Linked DNA regions of Nomascus leucogenys: region 2 is linked to region 1. Evidence: chromatin contacts called from public Hi-C data. All regions are on one chromosome and are shown on one strand. The core of a region is the stretch at or near the end of the contact, and the rest is flanking DNA. Distances in the headings are between cores, read along the strand shown.

The links. A called contact is a pair of places that touch in the nucleus more often than the background predicts.
Region 2: a Hi-C map of a lymphoblastoid cell line shows a contact between it and region 1, with 7 times the contacts expected there. The contact joins the promoter of AGO2 here to the promoter of TRAPPC9 in region 1. A contact is called at or near these places in 3 of 4 Hi-C or Micro-C datasets (a lymphoblastoid cell line and an unstated tissue).

What each region holds. Positions count from the first base shown.
Region 1 is chr16:92,441,213-92,447,991 of Asia_NLE_v1, forward strand. It overlaps TRAPPC9 (trafficking protein particle complex subunit 9), which reads right to left and starts at 2,912. Exons shown (of 23, transcript XM_030795379.1): 1 at 2,802-2,912.
Region 2 is chr16:92,616,412-92,623,190 of Asia_NLE_v1, forward strand. AGO2 (protein argonaute-2) reads right to left here and starts at 4,147. Exons shown (of 19, transcript XM_030794943.1): 1 at 3,964-4,147. The coding sequence starts at 3,985.

The DNA of each region.
Region 1 (6,779 bases), core at 1,662-4,161:
TCCAGCTACTTGGGAAGCTGAGGCACGGGAATCGCTTGAACCCAGGGAGGAGGAGGTTACAGTGAACTGAGATCACACCACTGCACTCCAGCCTAGGTGACAGAGTAAGACTCTTAAAAAAAAAAAGACGCCTGCTCCTGAGCCAGTTCTGGTATCTGAGACTAAGCTAATACAGGTATTAAAACAGCAAAAGTATGTATCTTCAACTTGGTAGTTCCTCCATAGAGCTACCATAAAACCAGCAATCCAAGAGATCTGAAAACATGTGTCCACACCAGAAACTTGTACAGGAATGTACATAGCAGTATTATTCCTTTTTGGGATGGAGTTTTGCTCTGTCACCCAGGCTGGAGTGCAGTGGCAGGATTTCAGCTCACCTCAACCTCTGCCTCCCAGGTTCAAGCGATTCTTATGCCTCAGCCTCCCGGGTAGCTGGGACTATAGGCGTGAGCCACCATGCTAGGCTAATTTTTGTATTTTTAGTGGAGATAGGGTTTCACCATGTTGTCCAGGCTGGTCTGGAACTCATGACCTCAGGTGATCCACCCACCTCAGCCTCCCAAAGTGCTGGGATTACAGGCACAACATTATTCTTGTTTTTTGTTTGTTTGTTTGTTGTTTTGAGATGGAGTCTCATTCTGTCACCAGGCTGGAAAGCAGTGGCACAATCTCGGCTCACTGCAAACTCCGCCTCCCAGGTTCAAGGGATTCTACTGCCTCAGCATCCCGAGTAGCTGGGACTACAGGCGCCCACCACCATGCCCGGCTAATTTTTGTATTTTTAGTAGAGAGGGGATTTCACCATGTTGGCCGGGATGGTCTCGATCTCTTGACCTCGTGATCTGCCCGCCTCAGCCTCCCAAAGTGCTGGGATTACAGGCTGAGCCACCATGCCTGGCCAGGCACAGCATTATTCTTAATAGCTAAGGAGTGAAAACAACACAAATGTCCATCAACTGCCTGATACACAAAATGCTACATCTATACAATGGAATATTATTCAGCCACAGAAAGGAACAAAGTGCTGATGTAAGCCACAACATGAATAACTTTAGAGCACTGTGCTGAGTGAAAGAAGCTAAATACAAAAGGCCACATGTTGTATGATTCCATTAATAGGAAATGCCCTGAATATGCAAATCTATATATATCGAAAGTAAATTGGTGGCCACCAGGGGCTGTGGGAGGGTGGAATGAGGAGTGACTGCTAATGGGTATGGAGTTTCTTTCTGGGGTGATGAAAATGTTCTGGAATGACAATGGTTACACAAGTGTGAATATACTAAAAATCACTGAATTGGCCGGGCATGGTGGCTCACGCCTGTAACCCCAGCACTTTGGGAGGCCAAGGCGGGTAGATCACGAGGTCAGGAGTTCGAGAGCAGCCTGGCCAACATAGTGAAACCCCGTCTCTACTAAAAATACAAAAAAAGTTTAGCCGGGCACGGTGGCAGGCACCTGTAACCCAGCTACTCAGGAGGCTGAGGCAGGAGAATCGCTTGAACCCAGGAGGCAGAGGGTGCAATGAGCCAAGATCGTGCCATTGCACTCCAGCCCAGGCGACAGTGCGAGACTCCGTCTCAAAAAAAAAAAAAAAAAAAAAAATCACTGAATTGTACACTCTAAAGCAGTGGATTTTATGGCAGGTAATCGAGGCTCAATGAAGCTGTTACTTTTGACACACTAGATTTCTGAAACATTTATTGTTTACATGTTTCCGGACAACTATTTTTCCCTCTACACTACTAGTCTTCCACTCAATTAAAAAAAAGAACAAACACACACAACAAAACCTAGCCAGATCTTTAAGGCAATGTTCCTGGGCCTCCAATATCATTCACCTGGTGCTTTGTTTCATGTTAACAAATAAAGATGTCACAGGTAGCTATGACTACCTTAGAAACACGGGACAGTCACCAGTTTAAACTGGGGCCGTGGGGGATGGAAGGGAAGTCACTCCTCCATACCTTTCAACTGGGCCTTGCTTCCAGCGTTTTAATTCCTCTCTCTATAAAAACATTTGAAAACAGACAACGCATCCTAACACGGGAAAACTTTCGGTTAACATTCACGTTGGGAAGGTCCATAGGGGTGGAGGGGCTTGGGGTGGGCTGACAGGGAGAAGACCACAGCCCAGCAGGCTGACTTCCTCTCCCCAGGGTTCCCTGGAATAAGTTGGAGTTGACAGCGCGCTTATCCCAGAGAGCATCGCCTGATGCTGCCCAGCTAGATCGGAGGCACTCTGAATCCAAGAGACAGGAGAGAAAGGGCTAGGGGAGAAGCCCGGGATCTCAGGGCGGGGAAAGCGCCGGGGGCGTGGGCTGTGCTGGTCCCCAGGCCCCAGCCGCGGGTCCCAGACCCCGCAGGCTCCAGGGGGCGTAGCCAGGCCCAGGGGCGGGGGGCTCCAGCGCCGCGGACGGCCAGGGAGGGGAAGCCAGGCGGAGACAGCTCGGAGACGCAGAGGGGAAGGGGACCCCGCCGCGGGCTCGGGAGAGGAGAGCCGGCCCGGGCAGCAGGTGTGGGCCGGGTCCCGAACCGGTGTCCGCCGAGACTTCAGCGGGTGTGGACACGGCCTTGGACAGGTGTAAGCAGAGCGCCAACAGGAGCGAGGGCGCCTCGAGCAGGTGCAAGCTGAACCCCGGCGGGCCAGCGGACCCGGACAGGTGTGGCGGGTTCCGCCCGGACAGGTGAGGGCCGGGCAAGCCCCTCCGCGGGACGCGCCGACTCCACGGCCAGCCGCGCAGCCCTCCCCGCAGCCGGCCCGAATTGCCTGACCGGCAGCCCCCCCGCTTTGCACTTACACAGCCGGTGGCCCCGGGCCCGGAGCGGGAGCCCACGACCTGGCGGGCAGCGGGGCCGAGCAGCCTCTGCGGCCACTTCCCCGGCTCTGGGCTGGCGCTTCCGACTGGCGGCCGAGCCGGCGCTGCTCCTGCGCGTGCGCGGAGGCCAGGCCCGGGCCCCCGATCCGTCCCGAGTTTTGCAAGAGACGCGAGGGAAGCAAGGGGGTAGGAGCGAGGTAGAAAGGAGGAAGGAGGAGCGAGGGAGAGAAGACGGGACAGGGAGGGAGGGGACATGGGGAGGGAGGAGGAGGAGAGAGGAGGGAGGAGGGAGAGAAAAAGGTGGGGTGAAAGAAGGAGGTAGGAGGGGCGAGGGAGAGAAGCGGGGACAGGGAGGGAGGGGGCGGGGGAGGGGGCGGGGGAGGGAGGAGGAGAGAGGGAGAGAAGCGGGGACAGGGAGGGAGGGGGCGGGGGAGGGAGGAGGAGAGAGGGAGGAGGAGGGGTGAAATGAGGAGGGAGGGGCAGCGAGAGAGAGAAGCGGGGACAGGGAGAGGGTGGAGGAGGGAGAGAAAAAGGAGGGGTGACAGGAGGGAGGAGGAGCGAGGGAGAGAAGCGGAGACTGGGAGGGACGGGACAGGGGGAGGGAGGAGGAGGGAGAGGAAAAAGGAGGGGAGAAAGAAGGAGGGAGAAGGAGGAGGAGGCGGGAAGGAGGGAGATGGAGGGAGGAGGGAGGGAAGGACCTGGGCAAGAGAGCGGAGACTGGAAGGAAAGCTTCTGCACCTGGGGCGGCGCAGCTAGAAGGAGGCCCAGTTCTGTCCCCGCCGCTTACCAGTCCTTCAGGGCGCGCAGCTCAAATTTCACTTCCTCTGTGAAGCTCAGGGGTGAAGGACCCGCGGAAGCCCACTGTGGATCCCTCCGGCACCCCCCGTGACCCCCAGGGTCGTGCCCCCCCTTTTCATGTTGGGTGACCGTGGCGCGCGCGGCCTGGGAGCCCCTCCAGGATCGCAGGGCCCGGGAGGCACGTGAGGTGCGAGCCCCAGCCTGGGCCGGCTTCCCCCTGTGTGGCGCGCGGTCTAGATCCCCAGCTGGCACCATGGCACTCCCGACTTTGAGGGCCCCAACAATCCATCCACCTAAAAGGTTCCAAAGAGGCGACAGGGGCTAGGACAGCTGTCGTTAGTTCAGTGCCAAGGCGCCAAGCTTGCTAAGTGCGGGCAGAAGCCATTTAAGGATTTAAACCCCTCTGGGTTCAAAAATAAAATAAAGCTGGAGATGGGGGAGGCTTACAGACTTAAGATGCCCAGCACATGAATTAACAGTGGCATCCGCAGGAAAAATCGAAAACATAGAGCCGCTCTCCGTTATGTATGTTTAATGTTCTGTTTGAATCTTTTAACATGTACATGTATTTCTTTTTCAATTAATCCTGGCCAGGCGCAGTGGCTCACACCTGTAATCTCAACACTTTGGGAGACTGAGGCGGGTGAATCACTTGAGGTTAGGAGTTCAAGACCAGCCTGGCCAACATGGTGAAACCCATGTCGCAAAAAGTACTAAAAATACAAAATTAGCCAGATGTGGTGGCACACGCCTGTAATCCCAGCTACTCAGCAGGCTGAGGCAGGAGAATCGCTTGAACCTGGGAGACAGAGGTTGCAATGAGCCGAGATCACGCCATTGCACTCCAGCCTGGGCAACAAGAGCAAAATTCTATTCAAAAAAAAAAAACACACACTAAAAAGGGCTGGGTGTGGTGGCTCACACCTGTAATCTCAGCACTTTGAGAAGCCGAGGTGGGTGGATCACCTGAGGTCAGGAGTTCAAGATCATCCTGGGCAACATGGTGAAACTCCAGTCTCCACTAAAAATACAAAAATTAGTTGAGCATGGTGGTACATGCCTGTAATCCCAGCTACTAGGCAGTCTGAGGCAGGAGAATCGCTTGAACCCGGGAGGCGGGGGCTGCAGTAAACCGAGATCACACCACTGCACTCCAGCCTGGGTGACAGAGAGAACCCATCTCAAAAAAAAAAAAAAATCCTAAAATGGAAAAGTAAAGAGGACAGGAGTGTTTCCCTCAGCACATGCAGCAGCAAGGGAGAAATGGTCTGAGCCAGCACCTTTCCTTTCAGCCAGCAGGCACTTACCCACTCTGGGCTATGTGACCAGAGCTGTTTTATCATCACATGTGTTATAAAATAAGATACTATCCCTCATCCCTCCTCAGGGCTAGTGGAAAACCAATTGAGTTTCTATTGAATTATTTTCTACAGAGTCAGAATGAGTTATAAATAAAACACATCTACAGGGCAAAACAAATAGAGCTGATTTCCAGCATGCCAGACAGCCAGGAAGTTTTCAACAGAGGTGCCCAGGGGCTGAGGAAGAGTGTCTCCCTGACAAAACACAAGCTGCCCAGCGTGGCTGCCCCATGGTGTTACGACTGCATGGAGGCTGTGCAGTGGCTCACAGCTGTAATCCTAGCACTTTGGGAGGCCGAAGCAGACAGATGGCTTGAGCCCAGGAGTTTAAGACGAGCCTGGGCAACACAGGGAAACTCTCTCTTGGAAAAAATACCAAAATTAGCTGGGCAGGCATATTTCTCTTGGAAAAAATACCAAAATTAGAATGGCACAAACCGGTAGTCACAGCTACTCAGGAGACTGAGGCAAGAGGATCGCTTGAGTCCAGCCAGGTTGAGGCTGCAGTAAGCCATGATCACTCTAGCCTGGGAGAGACAGCAAGACCCTGTCTCAAAAAAAAAGTGTTTTTTTTTTTTTTATTTTTTTAAATGAATAAATAAACAAAAGAGTGTATGGGGTTAACAGAGAATATAGAAAAGATACATTTAAAAGGCCACCGCTAATGGAGGTCTGAGTGCAGAAACTAGGCTCCAAGCTTACCTCATAAGATCCAGGCAAGGGAGCTATTTTTAATGCTGAAGTCCAGAAAGGATACCCTACTTGGCTGGGGTCACGCAAGTGGCTGGTGCTATTTAGGGATTCAAATCCAGGGCTGTCAGACCCCACAGACTGTAATTTTTGCATAGGTCTTTTCTTATTCTGTCTGTAAGTGGATAAGGCAAGCAACTTGGAAAGCAAGATTGAAAGCTGGCAAAAGGAAATATTGCTTATTTGCAATGTACACACTTCAATCAATTTATGTTGTTGTCTCAGCAAATCTGTGGGGGAAGGAGGGCGGGGACTATTACTCTGCTTTTTTTTTTTTTTTTTTTTTACTTTTTTGAGACAAAGTCTCACTCTGTCATCCAGGCTGGAGTATAGTGGCGCGATCTCAGCTCATTGCAACCTCTGCCTCCCGGGTTCAAGCGATTCTCCTGCCTCAGCCTCCTGAGTAGTTGGGATTACAGGCACGCGCCACCACGCATGGCTAATTTTTGTATTTTTAGTAGAGACAGGGTTTCACCATGTTGGTCAGGCTGGTCTCGAACTCCTGACCTCGTGATCCACCCACCTCAGCCTCCCAAAGTGCTGGTATTATTACTCTGCATTTTTACCAATGAGAAAACAGAGGCTCAGGGAGTGTAAGAGCCTGCCACAGCCCAGCCCACAACGATCAAATGAGAACATCCAAAGCAGTCCCCGTACTGTCTAGGTCCTGGGGCTGTGCTCCTTTAGCAGCTTTAACATTTCCTAAGCACCTCCTCTGAAGGGTGACAATTCAAACATACAAAACCTGCCCTCAAGGAATTTATAGACATCTAAGGTTGGAAGGAATTTCTAAAATAATCAGGTCCAACCTCATACTCACACCCTCTCCCCTCTACAAAAGTCCTAACAGGCAGAACGCTTTGATGATGTGGCTATTTGTCTTAGTTGGTTTGGGCAGATATAAGAAATTACTAGAACAGCCGGGCGCTGTGGCTCACGCCTGTAATCCCAGCACTTTGGGAGGCCGAGGTGGGCGGATCACGAGGTCAGGAGATCGAGACCATCCTGGCTAACACAGTGAAACCCCCTCTGTACTAAAAATACAAAAAAT
Region 2 (6,779 bases), core at 2,897-5,396, 180 kb after region 1:
TGAGCCAAAATGGTGCCACTGCACTTCAGCCTGGGTGACAGAGCAAGACTCCGTCTCAAAAAAAAAAAAAAAAAAAAAAAAAAAAAGATGTAAATATAACAAGTCAAATGCAGGGAGAAGAGAGAGGGTGGGCTAGCTTTAGAGGTGGAAGGCAGAGACCCAAATGTGTGTGTGAACTTTGGTTAAAATTCAGGATCCAAAGCACCCAACTGGAAACACATTTCTGAGAAAATGAGAGAAATTGATCACGGACTGTTGTTAACTGTCGTAACGGCACCGGGGTATGTTCAAAACATCTCCATTGCTTTAGACACGGGTATTTAAATATCGAGGTAAAATGACAGGTCTGCAATTCACTTTGGAAAATGTCCACAAAGAAAAGGGGCATATTTGAAGCAAATGTGGAAAACCTTGATGACTGTTGAAGCTTCGTAATGGATAAATGGGAGGGTATTAAACGAGTCACTCTACTTCGGTGTCTTTTCGATTATTTCACAATGTTAACTATTTTTAAAACTCAAATGTTATGTTTTGAAGATTCACAGTAACGATTCATGAAACAAAACCACATTTTATGAGACTGAGCCATTACAGAAGAGCATTCACTGTACAACTCACAGAGAATAAGCCCAACTGGCATTGTGGAAACTTTTGACATGGAAACTAGAAGTTAAAAAATAATTCTGCTTCTTCAAATTGCACAGGGTTTAGGAGTTTGGAAGTGTTTACATCTTTTTTTCCCAAGGGGGACTCTGCACAAATACCCAGCCATGCTGCCATGGCCTCGGCCATGTCAGCTGCCCCACGGGTAGAGGGTGATATCCTGCCATGGCAAATGGGCACCAGTACTGGGAGAACTGGCCATACCTTCCTGGGGACCACTGGGGGAAGGAGGAGAGGGGGCAGGAGGAGTTAAATGGCTCTATAAACCACAGTGAAGGTCAGCTCTTCTCAAAGTCACAATCCTATTTAGACAACTGTCAAGTCTTAGATATCACAGAGGTTACTTTGTGGCAAATCTGCGAGGGGTGTAACACACAGGAGCTTGAAAGCGTAGCAAAACCATAAGAGACAATATCCTGGGGGCAGGCAATCACTAGACACAGATCAAGACCTTTAAATGGTTAAAAAACCAAAAAACTAATTTGTTCATCAACGAAGGTTCAAGGTCACTGGAGAATCCACCCATCCTAAACAACTAACTCAGTTCAAAAAAGGAAAAAAATAGTAACATTTCTAACTTCAGATTCTAAATAGCATTCACATATGTAACAGCATTTCTTTGTGATTGGTATAACGTAGAGCTATTGCGAACTGTTTTTTAAATTAGTAAGTTGCCTAATAAGGGTGTTACAATTGGAAGTAGCAAAAGTATTCGTAATTTTTCTTTTTTTTTTTTTTTTTCTTGAGATGGAGTCTCCCAGTCTCACTCTGTCCCCAGGCTGGAGTGCAGTGGCGCAATCTTGGCTCACTGCAACCACTGACACAAGGGTTCAAGCGATTCTCCTGCCTCAGCCTCCCGAGTAGCTGGGACTACAGGCATGCACCACCACGCCCAGCTAATTTTTCTATTTTTAGTAGAGACGGGGTTTCATGATGTTGGCCAGGATGGTCTCGATCTCTTGACCTCGTGATCCGCCCGCCTTGGCCTCCCAATGTAATTTTTCTATAATTCAAATTGAATGTCTTATAATTCTAAATTAGAAAGTATAAGATTAAAAAGAGTCTCAATGAAGACTATTCCAAAAATTCCTTTTACACAAAATTAAAAGCCTTAATGTGTAGCATAAAATTGAACTGCACCGCAGACTTATAATTACAGCACGTTTGTACAACCTGAAACTTGGGTTCATTCCCATCCTGCCATTAGCTATGAATTATCCTGCAGACACATTTATTCTTTCAACCACTGTCCTGTTCCAGAGGGTCCGCTCCCTACCAGGCCCACACCACAGCAACAATCTCCAAAAAGCAGCGAGTGGCAGAAATGAGCCTGCGGATCATGAGGGCCAAGGTACGCTGAAAAATGAAATCGACAAGACAGCATCCCAGGGCAGTGCGCACAGTACAGCAGTGAGCTGGGGTTGCTTCCTGAAGCCCCGCTGTCAATGACAAGTATGCCGGCAGGTGCTGGTCCAGTCCAGCCCTAACAGAGACTTCTTACTGTGGGTCTGGGTTATAGGGCCTGAAAGGCACTGCCCTGAGGAAGGCACCCAGAGAACCAGCTCGGAAGTCGGACCGATTGTCCTGATACTCACTCCCTGCTGTGTGACCTTGGTGAAGTTCTCAACCTCTGTGAGCCTCGGCTGGCTGTCTTCACAAACACCACCAACCTCAGCAAGCGGAGTGAATTAAGTAACACGCAAAACACAGCTCAGAAAGCTTGACCTTCCTTAAGCCTCTTCACTTTTTCTAGGCCTCCAACTTTTAAAACTGATAACCTGAAAAAACGTAGTGCTGTCAGTCCCATAAGCTGGGTTCCTCTACAGGAAGGAGCTGGAAGGTCCCAACTCACACAAGGGGATGCCCGGTCCCTTCCCACGAGGGGGCCTGGCCACCCAGGGCCTCTAGAGGCCAGCATCTGCTCCAAGACTGTGGCCCCTCCCAGGTGGAGGGGGAAAACCCTTCTTCAAACTGCTGATAGCCCTCAGGGGTTGAAAAGTTGGTCAGACTCCGCCTTGTTGAAGCTTTCTAAAATGACATCAGAAAAAAGACGCGACATTCGCAAGGCACAGAGCCAACAGCTCCAGCAGTGGCGGCCACCATCAATGGACCCAGGTGGGCCAGGGGGCCTTCCGGACCCCACAATTTGGGGCCGGTGTGCAGCAACGATGGCAGCATCGGGAATGCGAGCCTCCTCCCCTGGCCGGGTAAACATAAGCCCCGAGCGCGGCGGGGCCTGCGCCGCCTGCGGCCCGGCTGGGGCCCAGCGGACAAAGGGGAGCAGGCGGTGCCCCGTCCCAGCGGCCAGGCCGGCCGAGAGAGCCAGGAGCCACGTGCCTGGTGGGAGCACGCCAAAAGCAGAACACTTGACCGTTTTCTTGGCCCAGCAAGGAAACCGCCTTCTACTCTGCATTTAAAAAGAAAAACAATGCGTTACTGCTTTAAGTTTTTTAGAACTTTTCCAGAGAAAGGCCGACTAGCAACAAGGGGTGCTACAGGAATCCGCCTCACCTCTCCTAGGAAATTGTAAAAGGAATTAGCACTTGAATGGGGAGGCCGGCGTGTCTGGAATGAGAACGAGCCGCGCACGCAGTTTGAGGGTTCCGGGGAGCCGCGTCCTCCCCTTTCCAGGCGACAGTCCTAACTACAGGAATTGGCCAAAATTCAGCATTTCCAGACTTTCCTTGGGAAAAGGGGCCGAAGAAGTGCTGGCAACAAGAAGGACCACAACGGAGCGCGCCACAGACTCACCGCGGCTGGGGTCGGAACCGGCGCAGCCCCCTCCCCTCCCGGCCGTGCGTGCCCCGAGCCGGGCGCCCCGACCCGGCCTCCACCCCCTCAGGCGCTTAGGGTCGGGCCGGGCCAGGTTGCGGCGCCCCCATCCCTGCCCGGGCAGCGAGGCCGGGCCAAGCGGGGCGCTCCGGGCCTCGGGCCTACACGCGGCGGCCGCCTCGGCCCCGGCCCCAGCCCGCCGGGCCACGGGCGGGGGATGTGAGGACGCTGGGACGCGGGCCCGAGGCGCGGGAGGGGCCCAGGCCGCGCGGGGCGCCCCGACGACTCGCGGGGGCCGAGGAGGCCGGGGCTGCGTGTCCAACGCGGGGCCGAGAAAACGGCCGGCCCGGCCCCGCCGCCGCCGCTCCTCGAGCCCCCAAGCGCGGCCCCGGCTCGCCCGCCCCCGGCCCCCGCCGCCCCGACCCCGCGGCCCCCCGATCCCCGGCCCCCGCCGCCTGCGCCGGGCCCGCCAACCACGGGCAGGAGCGCGCGAACGGCCGGGCGGGCGCCCCGAGCGCGAGGACTCACCGGGGCCGGCTCCCGAGTACATGGTGGCGCCGCCGAGGGGCTCCGGGGCCGAGGGGCGGCCGCGCGCGCGCGCCACGGGCCCCGACGCCGCGAGCCGCGAGGGAGCCGCCGGCCGCACGATCCGCCCCGGCGCGGCCGCCTCGCCAAACAGGTTTACCCGACGCGGCCGGGGCGGCGGGCGGAGGCGGCGGCGGGAGCGGGAGCGGGAGGGGCGGGGGAGGAAGGAGGAGGGAGGGGGAGGGGAGGCGAGGCCGGCGGCGGGAGCGCGCTCGCGGGGGGAGCGGGGCTGGGCGCGCGGGCGGGGTCCGCGGCGGCGGCGGCGGCGCCGGGTCTGGCGGGGCCTGGGGCGGGGACCCGGGGAGGGGCCTGGAGACCTCGCCGGGCGGTGGGAACCGCGGGCGGGAGCGGGGACGAGGGCCGAGGGCGGCGCGGCCCGTGTGGCGCGGGGGCGGGCGCGGCCCCGGGGACCCTTCACCGCCACCCAGAAAAGCGGCGTCTTCCCGACGGGTAGGAGCCGGGTCCCCCGGCTGTGCCGCCGGAGCCGGGGGGAGGCCACGCGCTCTCGCTTTCCCCGCCGCCCCGCGATGGGTGCGCGCAGAACCCTCCCACCCTCAGCCCCTCAGCCCCCAGCCTGGCTCTTTAAGTTACTACAGAAACACGGAGGTCGGGAAGCTCCCTCCCAGCCCGGAGCTTGAACTTGAACGCGGCCGGCCGCTCGCACAGGACCACACCGCCACCTCCCGGCGCGGCCCCAGAACCCAGATAATCCGTTTAAAGCACTTAGAAAGTCTAAGAAGTTTTTAGTAAATTGTAGCTGGTATCAGGGATCAGATCAGCGGACACGCCCATTCCAGCAGTCAGGGGCCTGCTCGGACCGTCGTGCACCTCCGAGCATTTCTGTCCCGTCCCTCTGGGTCCGTCTGTTTTTCGGAGGTTTTCCTGGAAAAGCCAGCCTGTGGCTACCTCCTTTCTCCCCTAAGTGATGGAGGATTAGAAGGCAGAGGGTGACCCACAATCTAAAGTGACTGGTCGCCTTTTCCCAGATTTCCCGGAGCATTCCTTCACCCCGTGGCATCGGCTGTCTGCATATTGGGTGCAAGGCCCTGTTCCGGGCGAAGACTAAACAGGAGTTCTGACTGCCAGGAGCTCCGCAGCCAACAGGGTGGTCACTAGTTCTCTGCAGTCTCAGAGGACAGCCCTGAAGAAGGGCAGGAGAACCAGCACTTCCTCCGAAAACTCAAAAGGACATCAGTCTTCACCAAGCTGCCGATACAAAACGTGCTCCTGAAATGTGTAGTTATGAGCACCAGGAAACCTGGGTAGGAGTGTGCATGGCATTGTTCCTCACAGCTTGGGCTGCATGGCACTGAATACCCACGGAGAGCAGGATGGAGAAACAGTGTGGTCATATTCACAGGATGGAATCTAGCCATTCACAAAAATTCCAAAACAGGCAAAATTAAACTGCATTATTTAGGGGAGCGTCATAAAGTAGTAAATAATTGACAGAAGAGCAAGAAGGTGGTTACTCTAAGTGTCAGAACGGTGGATACAGCTGGGGGTGAGAGGGCTGTGACCACAGCAGGGCCCCTGGATTTGGGGGTGCCAGGCCTGTTCCTTCCTACAATGGTGCCCTTCATTTGGCAGCCATCCCTTAAACTGCACTTTTACATTTTATATACTCTTCTGTACCTTTGCTATAGCATTTCACGGAAATTTTTAAATAATCATGAATGTTACCACTTTCCTATTTATGAACCATGCAACCTCATCAATCTCCCCAGTTCACAGATGCCCACCCTCTCTCTCTGCCCCCTGCCTCCCTCACACATTCACAAAACTCGTTTCTGCCCGAAATCCCTGAGGCCCAACTGCCCTGCTGTCAGCGACTGTGCGCCTCAGCAAAGGCCCAGAAGGCTCTGTCATCACTGGCTCCCCTCAGCCCGCCTTCAGCTCCTTTGAGCGCGGTGTTGGGGAACTTTGTTGCAAAGATTTAGTTCCAGAAGGCAAGATGATGTCTTGAGAGCTTCATTGTGTCACTTCTCTTTGGACGGCGGACACCGTGGCCCTCTGCTGGCGGAGGGGTGCCATTGCTGCCTGCCCCATCTCCATCCCCAGGGCCCAGGCAGTCACTGGGTTCGCCCTCTGGGGCCTGGGGTTCCCTCTGCTCTTTTCCTAGATAAGCCCATCCTCTCCAGGTCTCCACCCTCCACACCTGTGTTCAGGAATTCCGCCCGCTTCCTGCAGCCCCATCCCTACACTCCTCCCAACCTGCTTTTCTTCTGGTGTTCCTCACTCAGCATGGCTAACAGATCCACCACCCAACGGAGCTGAGGACTGCAGTCCCCTCTGCCTGTTGCCTCTCCTGCCATCAGTGAACCTGCTTAACTCATCTGACTGTGCCTCTCGGTGCTTGCTGTGACATGTCTCCAGCCCTTGCTGCTCTCTCGCCCAGACCCACGTCCCACACCCGGATGGTGACTGGGCCAACCCTGGGTCTTCTGGACCCAGTGCTTCTCCCTGATACAATTCCTTACTCTGTGTTTTAGGATCCTGATGCTTTGATAAGACCGTGGGCTCTAATCACAGCCACGGACATTTGCAGCAGCCTGGCCTGCAGCTCTGCACACTGGGTGCCCTCGGTCTAAAGCACCAACTCCCCATGAGAGAGAAAGAAAGGGTGAGGGGAAGTACAGAGAAAGCTCCTGAGGCCACAGGGCTGAGAAAGCCCTTGGCTTTGGGGGCACTTTGTTTCTTCAAGACTAAAATGCAGCCACTAGAATAAATCATTTGTTCCTAAAACATGTTCTGCACAT